Linked DNA regions of Triticum aestivum: region 2 is linked to region 1. Evidence: chromatin contacts called from public Hi-C data. All regions are on one chromosome and are shown on one strand. The core of a region is the stretch at or near the end of the contact, and the rest is flanking DNA. Distances in the headings are between cores, read along the strand shown.

Region 1 (6,535 bases), core at 1,438-3,937:
TTTCGTGGCTCCATTCCGGGCCACCTTCCGGCGTTGAATTGCAACCGAGAGAGCGGGAATTTCCTTCTTTGGAAGGACTACTTTGATACAACAAACCCGTTGTTCAAACATCACAAATTCCGCCGCCGTTTCCGTATGAGTAGGCATGTTTTCAACCGTATTAGAGAGGGAGTGGTCGGCTATGATGACTATTTCGAGTGCAAAGAGGATGCCGTCGGCAAGATTCGTTTCTCCTCTTATCATAAATGCATTGCCGCCACCCGAATGCTTGCATACAGAGTGCCCGGTGATCTCATTGACGAGTACGTCCGTATGAGCGAGTCTACATGCCTAGAGTCCCTGTATAAGTTCTGCAAGGCTGTTATTGCTGTGTTTGGCCCTGAGTACTTGAGAGAGCAGACGGCTGAAGATACATCCCGTTTGTTGGCGATGAATGCCAGAAGGGGATTTCCAGGGATGCTTGACAGCATAGACTGCATGCACTGGGAGTGGAAGAACTGTCCTTCTGCTTGGCAAGGGCAGTATAAGGGACATGTCAGGGCTTGCACTATCATCCTAGAGGCCGTGGCGTCTCAAGATCTCTGGATCTGGCACTCCTTTTTTGGCATGGTTGGATCATACAATGATATCAACGTGCTTCAGCGCTCGCCGGTGTTTGCTAGGCTTGCCGAAGGCAACAGCCCACCGGTGAACTTTACTGTCAACGGCCACAACTACGACAAAGGATACTACCTGGGTGACGGTATCTATCCTCACTGGACCACTATTGTCAAGACAATACCCAACCCTGTCGGAGAGAAGAGGAAAAGATTTGCCTAGGAGCAAGAGAGTGCCAGGAAGGATGTCGAGCGTGCCTTTGGTGTTTTGCAATCTCGATGGGGCATCGTTCGGTATCCTGCTAATACTTGGAGCACGCAGAAACTGTGGAAGGTGATGACTGCTTGTGTGATCATGCACAATATGATCGTAGAAGACGAGCGCCCAGTACGTCTGTACGATAAAGGGTTTCAGTTTCAGGGTCAGAATGTTGTGCCTGAGCATGGAGTAGCGGCAACATTTGAACAGTTCACCCAATTTCATGAAGACATGCGTGATTGAGAAACTCACGTGCAGCTGCAAAATGATTTGATTGAGTATATGTGGGCTCATGTTGGCAACCAATAGATGTATCTTCTTTTATTCGGCTGTAAAACTATGTGAAACATTTTTATTTGCATTCGTCTTGTAAAACTATAGTATTTTTTATTCGGTAAAACTATGTTATTTAACAATATGTTTGAATGCAAATCAATGTAAATATTGGGCGGCCAGCCGGCCATGCCGGCACATATGGGTCGGCACGTTGGGCACGCCGCCGACCCAAATCTAAAAGAGGGCGGACGCAAGGCGGGCGGCCGACCCAAACGGACAAAAAGCGGACGAAACCGCCGTCCGTTTGGGTCGGCCCGTTGGAGTTACTCTAACTTCATGGGGTTCGGGTGAGGGGTTGGCCATCAAAACCTCCGGGGATCAGTTGCAGGTACAGTACTTCCTCTGTCTCATAATGTCTCATAATATAAGACGTTTTTTGACACTACACGAGAGTCAAAAAGCGTACATTATGAGACGGAGGGAGTAATACGTAAAAGGCAAGGCGCTGCACAGAAAGGGCGCTGAACAAAGCTACACGTACACAAACCTGACTGTTTTAGCTCTGAGATCCTGCAGGCGTTTGGTTCTGGCGAATGTGGCCGTGTACCCTCCATAAGTGCATCAATCAGCAGGAAGACTGGTACGTCTCCGTAATAAGTGCCACAAGATGTGTGGCGCAAGTCCACAACAGGGACTCGTTCAAACAAAAGTAATGACAAGTGAGCGATAGAAAAGTCATACGTACCGCTACCGCACTGATCCGTTGTGGGCCCGCCATCGCAGTAGCAGACGAACCCCACCCCGCCGTGCGTCTGATTGTGCCGGTAGCCGCACCACCCGCCGGAGCGCTCGCATGCGCCGCACTGCTCTGAGTGCGGGCTGTAGTTCAGCTCGAACCCGCCCTTCAGCACCTCAACGTACCTTGACGCAGGAGGCGCCTCCATCATGGCCTTCTTATGAGCGTCCAGCACCGGCGCCACCACCGCCGCCTCGCACCCGTACTCGTACGCCTCGCCCGTGTAACCATCATCGCCGGTTGACACGTACGAACTCTTGTTGTAATCTGAACAGCCGGTCAATTCCGCGGCGGAGGGCCATGAGGCGTTCTTGTTGCAGTTGTAGAAGAAGGTGATGTTGGAGTCCGAGTGCGTGAGCTGCAGCGCCGAGCCGGCGTCGATGGTGAAGTTGAAGTGGAGGTGCGGGCAGCTGGTTGCGTTGAGGGCTTCGGCCTCGACGTCGTCGACGAGGAAGACCGAGTGCGTGTCATAGTCGATGCCCGAGACTATGTACCGGTGGTGGGACTGGGCGGGGAGGATCAGGGTGGTGTTGTCCTCGCAGGCAAGGCCGAGGCCGCGGTAGCCGCAGCTGGCGGCCGAGGACGAGTTGAGCCAGAACGGGTAGGCGATGGTCAGGCCGCCGCAGGTGGCGTTGCCGCAGGTGGGTGGGTACCCGTTGGCCGCGGCGAAGAGGAGTAGGACGGCGAGGAGGAGGAGCAGGGGAGGCATCGCGGCGGTGTGGATGAGAGAGGGCGGGTGGGGGTTGGGAGGAGTCGCGCCGACTAAGCTGGCGCGATCGTAGCGCGTGAGAGTCAAGTGAGGGTGTTAGGCTGGGGGCGACAGGTGCGTCGACTGGATGTGGAAATTTCGATCCTCCACGGAGCACGCGGCAGCTCGCGGTTGCACGATCATCCAACCTTGCATCACCCGTTATTCATTGCGGACGACGACGGGGGCGCACCGCGCGCCGGTGATGGGGATGGTTGTGGGCCGGAGTGCATTTTACAGTACAGGGTGATAAAGGCGTGTTGTTAGTTATCACTGTTCGGACACCTTGCTAATTTTAGCTTTACTAGCAAAAGGGCGCTTTATCCTTAGGGTTTGGCCGTCATGTTTGGTTAGGTCAGCCCGGAGATCTTGTATTTGTCCCTGTCAACATTGTGATGCAGTAATAAAGCTTTGTGAGATTCTCAAAAAAGAAGAAGCAAAAGGACGCTGCACTGGGAGAAAAAATAATCATAATTTTCAATAACCATGACCATATTTTGTTGCATCATCGGGGTACACTACCACTCTTAATTTCGTGAAATCATAAACATTTTTTAAATTTGTGACCATTTTACAAATTTTCAAATATTTTCTAAAATAGATAACATTTTTTTAATACATGAATATTTTATACTATTTGCAAATATTTTTTAAAAATTGTGAACATTTTATTAAACAATTTTCTTGAATCGGCGAACATTTTTAGAATCGACGAACAATTATTTGGAAGTTGGTTAAACAACTTTTGAAATTCACGAACATTTATTATTTCAAATTTTTTTTTGAAATGCAAGATCATTTTTGAATCGGCGAACATTTTTGAATTTTTAGCATATTTTTTGAATTGGCAAAATTTTGTTCAATTTCATTAACATTTTCTAATACAAGAACTTTTTAAAAATCATGAACTTTTTTGATTTCCCGAACGTTTGTTTTAAAATTTCAAACATTTTCTAAATAAACAAACATTTTTTACAAAATCACGAATAATTTTTGAATTCACAAACATTTTATGATTTAATATATATTTTATTTAAAAAAATCTATTTTTTTAATTTTTCGAATTTTTTTAAAGTCACAAATTATTTAAAGTTGAAAAAAATAGAAAAGAAAAAATAAAAAGTAAAAAACAAAATTTGAAAAGTAGGCCGCTCATACATGAGTCGGCCCAAACAGGCGCGCTGCGTCTTCTCCCAGCGCGCAGAGCAGAGTATAAGAGGTCCCTATTAAATGGGCCAGCCCAGGCTGGGGAATCACATGTGTGAATTTTTTTATCACTTATAGGTAGTATTGGTGGGTAATATTTTGCAATTTTGGAGACAATTTCCATGACGTACTCCGAGAAGCAATAGTCCCTTTATTATTAAGTATATCCTCTATCCACACTAAGACCAAAATGGGTTTTTTGATTGGGTTAGGAATTCCCTCTTTTTTAATCCTTTTCTACTTTTTCTTTTCTATATCTCTAACCCACGAGCTTTCTTAATCTTATACTTTCTTAATCTTATACAATTTCCCTTCCTTTTTCTTATAGTTATACATACAATTATGTATGTATTATATGACCAACTTTCTATGGGTCACATAGACATCCAAATAGTTTTTTTTGTCTAAATTCTAGATAATGCACCTGCCGCTATTCGGCGGAGTCGAGCGCATGCACGCGAGCTGTCCGATCCTTGCGCATCTGCTACGCGACAAACTGCTAAGAAAACGATATCTTTCCTCCTCGCGATGTACCTGACGTTATTAGGTGGTGGATGGTCCCTAAGGCTTAGCCGCATGCATGTGGTGATGTCAGCCCACTTTATTCCAACTCATTTTGTTTCAAAAAGCTATAACATTTAAACTGACTGGCACAATGAAGATCCGTTTTTACTATTAGGTTTCTCACGACAAATCTTCAAAACTTGGTCACATAGTGATATGTTTTGATGAATTTTTTTCAAGAGTAATTTTGGTTCTAGTTGAGGCAATTTTAGAGCTTAACAGAAGCAGTTTTCTTGCATCATGTGTACTAGTGAAGTTACCTAGCAAGTATATCATAGATAACATAAAAACCATGTGGGACAAATTTTCATTGTATGTAGGCAACTGAGCATCATCCGCAGGCAACTTTGGAATGACATGGAGGCAACTTTCAGCACTAAAGGAAGCAACTTGCGTCACGAAATTGCATACAACATATATTATGCATACACTGTCCTATTATCGCCTATCCATATTTAGTAAAAAGAGATAAAATATTTCTCCTAGTTTTCTGTCATTGTTATGAAGTTGCCTATTACCAAAAAACCAGGGCCTTGTCCAAATGCATGTCATTTTTTGTTTGAATCAATGGGGCGATTTTTTGGGGTCAATAGATTGGCAATTATGTGAATTATGAGGATAAAGCAGTCGCTTGGATTTGTTAGAAGAGTTGCATCGTGGCGTAATAGAGTTTCTTGTTTGGTTAGGGTAGTTGCTTGGTTTTGCTTGGACAATTTTTCACGGTGTTTTTGGTAATGCAATTGCTTGGATTTGCTAGAACAACTGCTTAGAATAGTTTTGTACTGTGTTTTGGTAATACAGTTGCTTGGATTTGCTAGGATAGTTGCTTGGATTTTATCTAAGGACGGTTGCTTCGGATCTTGCTAGAACAGTTGTGTGAATTTTGCTAGGAGGACAATTGTGTTTGATTTTGCTAGAACAGTCGCTCTATGCAGATTTGTATAGTTACATAGACACAAGATATAGGGGTTGCTCATAGTGTGACGTCAAGTTGCTAGGAGGGTGAGAAGTTGCATAGGGGCATATCAGACAGTTTGCCAACATATATATAAAAGTTGTTTATATTTTTTGCATGAAGTTGCCTACAAAAACAGTAACAATTGAATAACCCTATGGTCTTTTGTGATGCCATTTTTTTTACACTTTGTGTAATATGACGTTTCACCACTTTTTCGCCTAAAGTAGTAATGCTAGAGTTCTTTCAGTTCTTTTTAACTTTTTCAACTATCATGCATGTGATGAGCGGGTTCAAGAGGAGAGGTGGCGAGAGGTTGACGAATATAGGAGTTGCTAACAAAGAAAGAAATCCAAAAAGAAGCAAGAAATATTTTTCGATTTTTCAAAGTTTTATCAAACACACAAAAAACAAATAAAAGCGAAAAATGGATATACAAAGAAAACGATGAACACCCACAAGTATAATGAATGTGTGAATATGAATAAAAGTGTTGATGAGAATCCATACTCCCCAAAGCTTAGACTTTTGGCCTAACCTGATCACTGCCAATCGTAGAATCCATCAAGTCCAGGTAGGATTTGAGTCGGTTGTCATACCCGAGCATCCCAAGGGTGGACTTCCTCTGCTGCCGCCAACTCGTTCTATAATTAATTATGTCTTCTCGCATAATAATGTATCTCCCCATGGCACTAACATAAAACAAAGAAGGAGCAGGCAGAGTAATGATATTGCGGGTACCCTGCCTAAAAACTAGGTTGTAGCGGAGGTGGATTGTCTCTATTAATAAAATCATGATCTATCATGCGTCTATAATCTAAGTAAATCTCAGGTAGCAGACGATCCTCACTATGCCTGATTATAACATTAAAGTGTTTAGCAAGGCGAGTAGCATAAATATCACCATGAATAAATACCCTTAGATCTATTTAAATGTAAGCCGCGTGCAATGGTAGCTCCTAAACTATGGCTTCTCCCACCAAAGAGTGTGCAATGTAAGATGGTGAGGTCCGAAGAGCTAAATGTTCCACCCTCCTGCCTAGCAGTCAAACATCTACTAATAAATAAAGCACAATAGCACACAACGGGAAATGCAGGCTAGCAACTCTCGCATGAGAAACCCCTCTTTTCGGCA
Region 2 (7,218 bases), core at 4,427-6,926, 180 kb after region 1:
TAAGAATTCAGAGAAGATTCAAATAATATTCATAGATAAGCTAATCATAAATCCACAATTCATCGGATCTCGGCAAACACACCGCAAAAGAGTATTACATCGAATAGATCTCCAAGAACATCGAGGAGAACATGGTATTGAGAATCAAAGAGAGAGAAGAAGCCATCTAGCTACTAGCTATGGACCTATAGGTCTGTGGTAAACTACTCACGCTTCATCGGAGAGGCAATGGTGTTGATGTAGAAGCCCTCCGTGATCAAATCCCCCTCCGGCAGGACGCCGGAAAAGGCCCCTAGATGGGATCTCATGGGTACAGAAGGTTGCGGCGGTGGAAAAGTGTTTTCGTGGCTCTCCTGATTTGTAAAGGCGGAAGAAATAGGTCGGTGGAGTCACGAGGGACCCACAAGGGTGGGGGGAGCGCCCTACCCCCTGGGTGCGCCCTCCGTCCTTGTGGGTGCCTCGTAGCTTCCCTGACGTGTACTCCAAGTCCTCTGGATGTCTTCTGGTCCAAAAAAAATCATCGCGAAAGTTTCATTCCGTTTGGACTCCATTTGATATTCCTTTTTTGTGAAACTCTAAAACAAGGAAAAAACAGAAACTGGCACTGGCTCTAGGTTAATAGGTTAGTCCTAAAAATAATATAAAATAGCATATTAATGCATATAAAACATCCAAAACAAATAATATAATAGCATGGAACAATAAAAAAATTATAGATACGTTGGAGACGCATCATATGCCAATACGCATAATTCCATCTTCGAATCAATCGGCGGAGCCGGAAAAACTTTATTCATCGTCTCCGGCACAACCAAGGATGGGTTACCAATCATGAAGACAAGAAAGCCATTGTCCATGAGCAATTCCCCAAGGTCATTCATAAGGGGCCGACGAGGTCAAAAGATTTCAACTGGGAGGCCATTCCAACCCAGCCATGTGACCTTGCGGATCTAGGCCTATCATTCACTGAAGAGGAAACTAAAGCGGCTATTTTCTCCCTACCAAGTGACAAGGCACCGGGGCCGGATGGCTTCACCGGTATTGTTTTCAAGGAATGTTGGGACATTATCAAGTAGGATCTGATGGCTGTTGTCAATGGCTTCTCCAACCTGCGCGCCTCCAGCTTCACCTGGCTCAACTCAGCGAACATCGCCCTTATCCCGAAAAGAGATGGCGACGAGGACATTTCGGATTTCAGACCAATTAGCCTCATTCATGCGGTTGCCAAAATCATCGCTAAAATGATGGCCTCTCGCTTAGCTCCTCACATGACCAACCTAGTCTCCAAAGCACAAAGTGCTTTCATCAAAAAGAGAAGCATCCACGATAACTTTATGTATGTCAGAAACTTGGCCAGACGCTTTCACCGCACGAAATCCCCTACCCTTCTTTTCAAGCTCTATATCAAAAAGGCCTTCGATTGGGTCAAATGGGACTATTTGATGGATTTGCTCCGACACCTGGGCTTCCCAAGCCGCTTCCGTGATTGCGTTTTGACGCTCCTGTCCACATCCTCCTCCCGTGTGCTACTTAACAGCATTCCCGGTGACCCGTTCAGGCATGGACAAGGCCTTCGATAAGGGGACCCGGCCCGCTCTCGCCGCTCCTCTTTTGTCCTTGCTATTGAGCCCCTACACCACATACTTGCCAAAGCCACGGCCCAAGGGAGCTTGCATCCGCTCAGAGCTAGACCGATCCGTGCGTCCTTGTACGCCGATGATGCTGCCATCTTTGTTGCACCCATTAAAAGTGATGTTCAATTCTTGGCATCGACGTTGTCCTCTTTTGGGGAGGTCACCGGCTTGGTCGCCAATTTTGCCAAGAGTCTCGTTGCGCCCATCCGTTGTGAGGGCATCGATCTTCATGATGTTCTACATGACTTTCTGGCAGTTCGCTCCGGCTTCCCAATGAGATATTTGGGGCTGCCCCTCTCAGTTAGAAGGCTCAAAAGGATACATTTCTAATATTTAGAGGACAAGGTCGCTGGCAAGCTCCCGCCATGGGCAGCCAAGCACATTGCCACCCCTGGTCGTATTGTCCTCGTCAAGGCGGTGCTCACGGCCATTGCAATCTACCATCTCACGCCTCTTGATTTACCGGTGGAGGTCAGGAAGAAGATTGATAGTTTGAGACGCGCATATCTATGGGTAGGTTGTGACAAGGTAACGGGAGGAAAATGCGAAGTCAATTGGGAAGTTGTGTGTAAGCCAAGGATCTATGATGGGCTAGGAGTGCTCAACCTCGAGAAATTTGCCACCGCCTTGCGTCTTCGTTGGCTTTGATATGAATGGGCAGACCCCCTAAGCTTTGGCTAGGCTCTGGAACACCATGTACTGACAAGGACATAGAAATTTTCGCGGTTTCCACCATGGTTCGCATCAGAGACGGTTGCAGCGCGAGCTCCTGGAACTCCTCTTGGCTGGATGGGATCAGGCCGAAAGACATTGCGCCTACTCTCTACGGCATCTCTAAGAAAAAGATGTGCACAGTCCAAAAGGCACTCCTGAACAATTTTTGGGCCAACCAAATAAACACCCAGCACGACCTATCCTTGGGGCACATCCAGGAGTTCACCCTCCTTTGGGAAAGGGTGTCCGGGATCAACCTTGTTGCCGGTGTCCGTGATACTATCCTATGAAAGCTCACTACAAGTGGCGAGTATTCCGCTTCTTCGGCCTACATGGGGCAGTTCGAGGGCCATCTCAAGAGCAGCATGAACATGTCCGTTTGAAAAGTTTGGGCTCCTCCCAAGTACAAGTTTTTTGCTTGGCTCATCATCCAGGATCGTGTTTGGACAGCGGACAGGCTGCAGCGTCGGGGCTGGCCCAATTGTGGGCTTTGCCCTTTATGCAAGCAAGTTACTGAATCTGCACCACATCTCATATTCCAATGCAGATTCTCCCAGCGCGTTTGGGCTGATGTGGCTTCATGGATCGGCATAAACAATGCTATCACTGCGGGCTGGCGTCACGAGATTTTTGTAAAGGAATGGTGAAAGATCGTGGATGTCGCCTAGAGGGGGGTGAATAGGCGCTTTAAAATAATTACGGTTTAGGCTTGAACAAATGCGGAATAAACCTAGCGGTTAATTTGTCAAGCACAAAACCTACAACAACTAGGTTCACCTATGTGCACCAACAACTTATGCTAAGCAAGATAAACTACTAGGTGATAGCAAGATATATGACAAGAAACAATATGGCTATCACAAAGTAAAGTGCATAAGTAAAGAGCTCGGGTAAGAGATAACCGAGGAACACGGAGACGACGATGTATCCCGAAGTTCACACCCTTGCGGATGCTAATCTCCGTTTGGAGCGGTGTGGAGGCACAATGCTCCCCAAGAAGCCACTAGGGCCACCGTAATCTCCTCACGCCCTCGCACAATGCAAGATGCCGTGATTCCACCAAGGGACCCTTGAGGGCGGTCACCGAACCCGTACAAATGGCAACCCTTGGGGGCGGTCACCGAACCCGTACACTTTGGCAACCCTTGGGGGCGGTCACCGGAACCCGTCAAATTGCTCGGGGCGATCTCCACAACCTAATTGGAGACCCCGACGCTTGCCCGGAGCTTTACACCACAATGATTGAGCTCCGAACACCACCAACCGTCTAGGGCGCCCAAGCACCCAAGAGAAACAAGCTCAAGGGTACCAAGCACCCAAGAGTAATAAGCTTCTCAACTTGTAACTTCCACGTATCACCGTGGAGAACTCAAACCGATGCACCAAATGCAATGGCAAAGGGCACACGGAGTGCCCAAGTCCTTCTCTCTCAAATCCCACCGAAGCAACTAATGCTAGGGAGGAAAATAAGAGGAAGAACAAGAAGGAGAACACCAAGAACTCCAAGATCTAGATCCAAGGGGTTCCCCTCACATAGAGGAGAAAGTGATTGGTGGAAATGTGGATCTAGATCTCCTCTCTCTTTTTCCTCAAAAACTAGCAAGAATCCATGGAGGGATTGAGAGTTAGCAAGCTCGAAGAAGGTCAACAATGGGGGAAGAACACGAGCTCAAAGGATAAGGTTCATTGAGAAGAAGACCCCCTTTTATAGAAGGGGAAAAATCCAACCGTTATGTGCTCAGCCCGCACACGAGCGGTACTACCGCTCCACGAGCGATACTACCGCTCAGGCAGAAGAAGCAGTGAAAAGGAGCAACAACACAAGAACCTTGGGGCGGTAGTGCCGCCGATAAGCGGTACTACCGCTCACCCCAGCTGTACTACCGCTGGAGGAGCAGAACACGGGACAAAAGGAGGCAGAACAGAGCAGAGTACGGTGGCAGTAGTGCAGTAGCGGTACTACCGCTCGACCGGAGCGGTACTACCGCTTATAGGCGGTACTACCGTGCCTTACTGCCGCGCGACTACCGCTGAACCCGACACGAAAAGAGCAGACCCAAAATCAAGGCGGTAGTAGAGCGGTACTGGAGCGGTACTACCGCTTGACGCTACAAGCGGTACTACCGCTGCCACCGCGGTACTACCGCAGGGAGAAAAACAGAACTGCCAAAACTTCTTCATATGAGCTCCGAATTGAGCAAACTCAAGCTTGTTGGATACAAGACGACGAGTAGCATCAAAACAGCGACTGGTTATAGTAAGAAGAGGCAGGGGAAGTATGCCAACAAATAGAGGAGTGAAACCTCCAACCGAGAAGAACCGGCATAACCTCCAACATCGAAAACATCATAGAAGATGCGAGTGAACTCCGTTTTCGATGAACTCGAGCTTGTCATCAAGATGACCATAAGCTCCAAAACTCACAAAGAGAAGAACCAAACAAGAACCAATAAAGATGATGCAAGGATGCAATGGTTTGAGCTCTCTATGAACGATACAATCAAGCTACTCATCGAGAGCCCCCCTTGATAGTACGACAATCGATCATGTAACCCGGTCTCCCAACTACCGTCATGAGACCGGTAAAATAGAAAACCTATCAAGAGCAAACTTTTGCCTTGCACATGGTCCACTTGAGCTAGATGATGACGATCTTGACTCCCTCAAGATGGACCACCTTTCTTGATTGCGTTGGCTCGATGAAGACTAGTTGATTGCTCCCCCATACTCCACTATGGGTGAGCCACCCTTCCGCACATCTTCACAAGTCCATTGTCATCACAATGGCTTCAAGCATTTGATCTCTTCGTGATGCTTTACTTGAACTTGCACACCGCAACCTAACCCCACAAAGAACCATAGAGATTGTCATCAATTACCAAAACCAAACATGGGGCACCGCATGTTCTTTCAAATGGTGGTTCAAGACTATCCTAGATAGGGGGCCCTCGAGGAAGGCTCTAGCCTCCATGCTCATGCTTGTTTTCTGGGAACTCTGAAATGAGCGCAATGCAAGAGAATGTCACTACCACGGCGACCATGGTCACTGCTAGGATAAAGGAGGAGGCTCGTATTTGGACGCTTGCACGCACTAGACACCTGTGTAATGTAATGCTGCGAGAGTAGACTCCATTCCCCCGCCTTACGGGTACCTGTTAAAACTTCTCTCCTAATTAATGAAAATGACAAATATTTTGCCTTGTTTCAAGAAAAAAGAAAGTGCTGCTTTCCCTCAAAAAGAAAAAGAAAAAGTGGTGATGTGGTGTGCTCTCGTGGGCTAAAGACTAAAGTTCTAAATCTTCCGGTGCTACAGCCCGGTAGCTTCGCCTCGCCCCTCAAGTTGGAAAAGGTCGTGGAATGGATCAGCTGCTCCCTTGACTCGTGGTCGTTGTCTCCTCTTGGCACCAAAAAATTTCCACGCACGGTAGAACAACCGATCGATTCCACCCAGCCCGACGGCCTTATTACTCCCTCGATCGATCGCCGTGGCACAGGCACCCGTTCCGGTCTTCTTCCTCAGCGATCCACGCCATGTACCATCTCCTCCTCCTCCTCCTCGTCCTGCTCCCCTTCGCCACAGCCGACGCCCACGCCGCCGCTTTCTGCAGCAACGCCACCTGCGGCGGCCAGAGCATCGCCTACCCGTTCTGGCTCGCCAACTCCGGGCCCAACTGCGGCTACCCGGGCCTGGGCGTCTCCTGCAACGAGAACACCCCGATCCTCGACGTCCAGTTCCACCAGTACAGGGTCCTGCGCATCGACTACGCCAACCGCGCCGTCTCCCTCGCCGACGTGGACGCCTGGAACACGACCTGCCCGCGGCTCAGCTTCAGCCTCTCCGTCGACCCCCGCTCATCGCTGCAGCTCACGCCCTCCAACTCCAACCTCACCCTGCTCTACAACTGCAAGGCCGGCGTCTCCCGGCCCTCCGCCGTGAAACTCGACGGGTGCCCGGAACAGAGCATGGCCTGGTACGTGCTCCCTGATGACGACGGGGCCACGGGCGACGCGCGCGCGTACGGGTGCGAGGAGGCGGTGACGACGCCGGTGCTGATGAGCCCGCGTCGTCCGGCGAACCCGTCGCTCCGTGAGGCGCTCAGCGGTGGGTTCCAGATGCGTTACGATGATCGGTCCGAGCGGTGCGGCGCATGCGAGCAGTCCGGCGGACGGTGCCGATACGGGCGCATCGAGGAGCACGGCGGGACGGGCTTCGCGTGCGTCTGCGACGATGGCGCGAACAAACTCCGGTGCGGTATGTACTATGCACTCTAATCCTAGTGATTTGCCCCTTCAGCACTGCTTAATGCATAGATTCTGCGGTCGATCTCGGATTTTCTTGGCGAACCGCTCGCGCGACTTCGCCGTGGTGGCTGTTGGGCTGATAGAATGTCTTTCCGCGCGCTTGCGAGGCACAAAATCAAAGTCTTGCGTGCTGGTAGTACGCGTTGACCTGTAGTCAGCTTGCTATTGGTCGACTGGCACGTCTCAGTCACGACTGACATTTGTGTAGAAATCGTGCAACAGGACTGACCATTCCAAATACGTTAAAACAAGAGAAAATAGGAGCTGGATATGCAATGTAGTAGAACATTTTCATTTTCTATGGTCTCCGAAGCTTCGCATTCATACACGGCTTACCAAGTCAGACGTTGAGCTATGGCCTATGGGGTTGGCAACCAGGATGTGACCAGTAGCAGTGGACGACGGCATATGATGATAGCAACCCTCCATCAGCTGTAGGACTTCCCCCGTCAGTGCCGCGCTAGTCCTACGCAGTTTCATGTTCAAAGTTGATACCGACATTTTTGTTTTCTAAGTGGCATGCTTGCACAAACTTACAGTAGGGAGCTGGTCAGTAAAAACATCAGTT

What was found. Hi-C and Micro-C count contacts between places; a contact is called where the count stands out from the background.
Region 2: a contact with region 1 is called in a Hi-C map of leaf, with 6 times the contacts expected there. The contact joins the promoter of LOC123078935 here to the promoter of LOC123078931 in region 1. A contact is called at or near these places in 2 of 5 Hi-C or Micro-C datasets (leaf and an unstated tissue).

Annotation. Positions count from the first base shown.
Region 1 is chr3D:364,926,565-364,933,099 of IWGSC CS RefSeq v2.1, forward strand. LOC123078931 (LEAF RUST 10 DISEASE-RESISTANCE LOCUS RECEPTOR-LIKE PROTEIN KINASE-like 2.1) reads right to left here and starts at 2,688. Exons shown (of 3, transcript XM_044501583.1): 1 at 1,877-2,688. The coding sequence starts at 2,636.
Region 2 is chr3D:365,103,974-365,111,191 of IWGSC CS RefSeq v2.1, forward strand. It overlaps LOC123078935 (LEAF RUST 10 DISEASE-RESISTANCE LOCUS RECEPTOR-LIKE PROTEIN KINASE-like 2.7), which reads left to right and starts at 5,677. Exons shown (of 3, transcript XM_044501585.1): 1 at 5,677-6,600. The coding sequence starts at 5,880.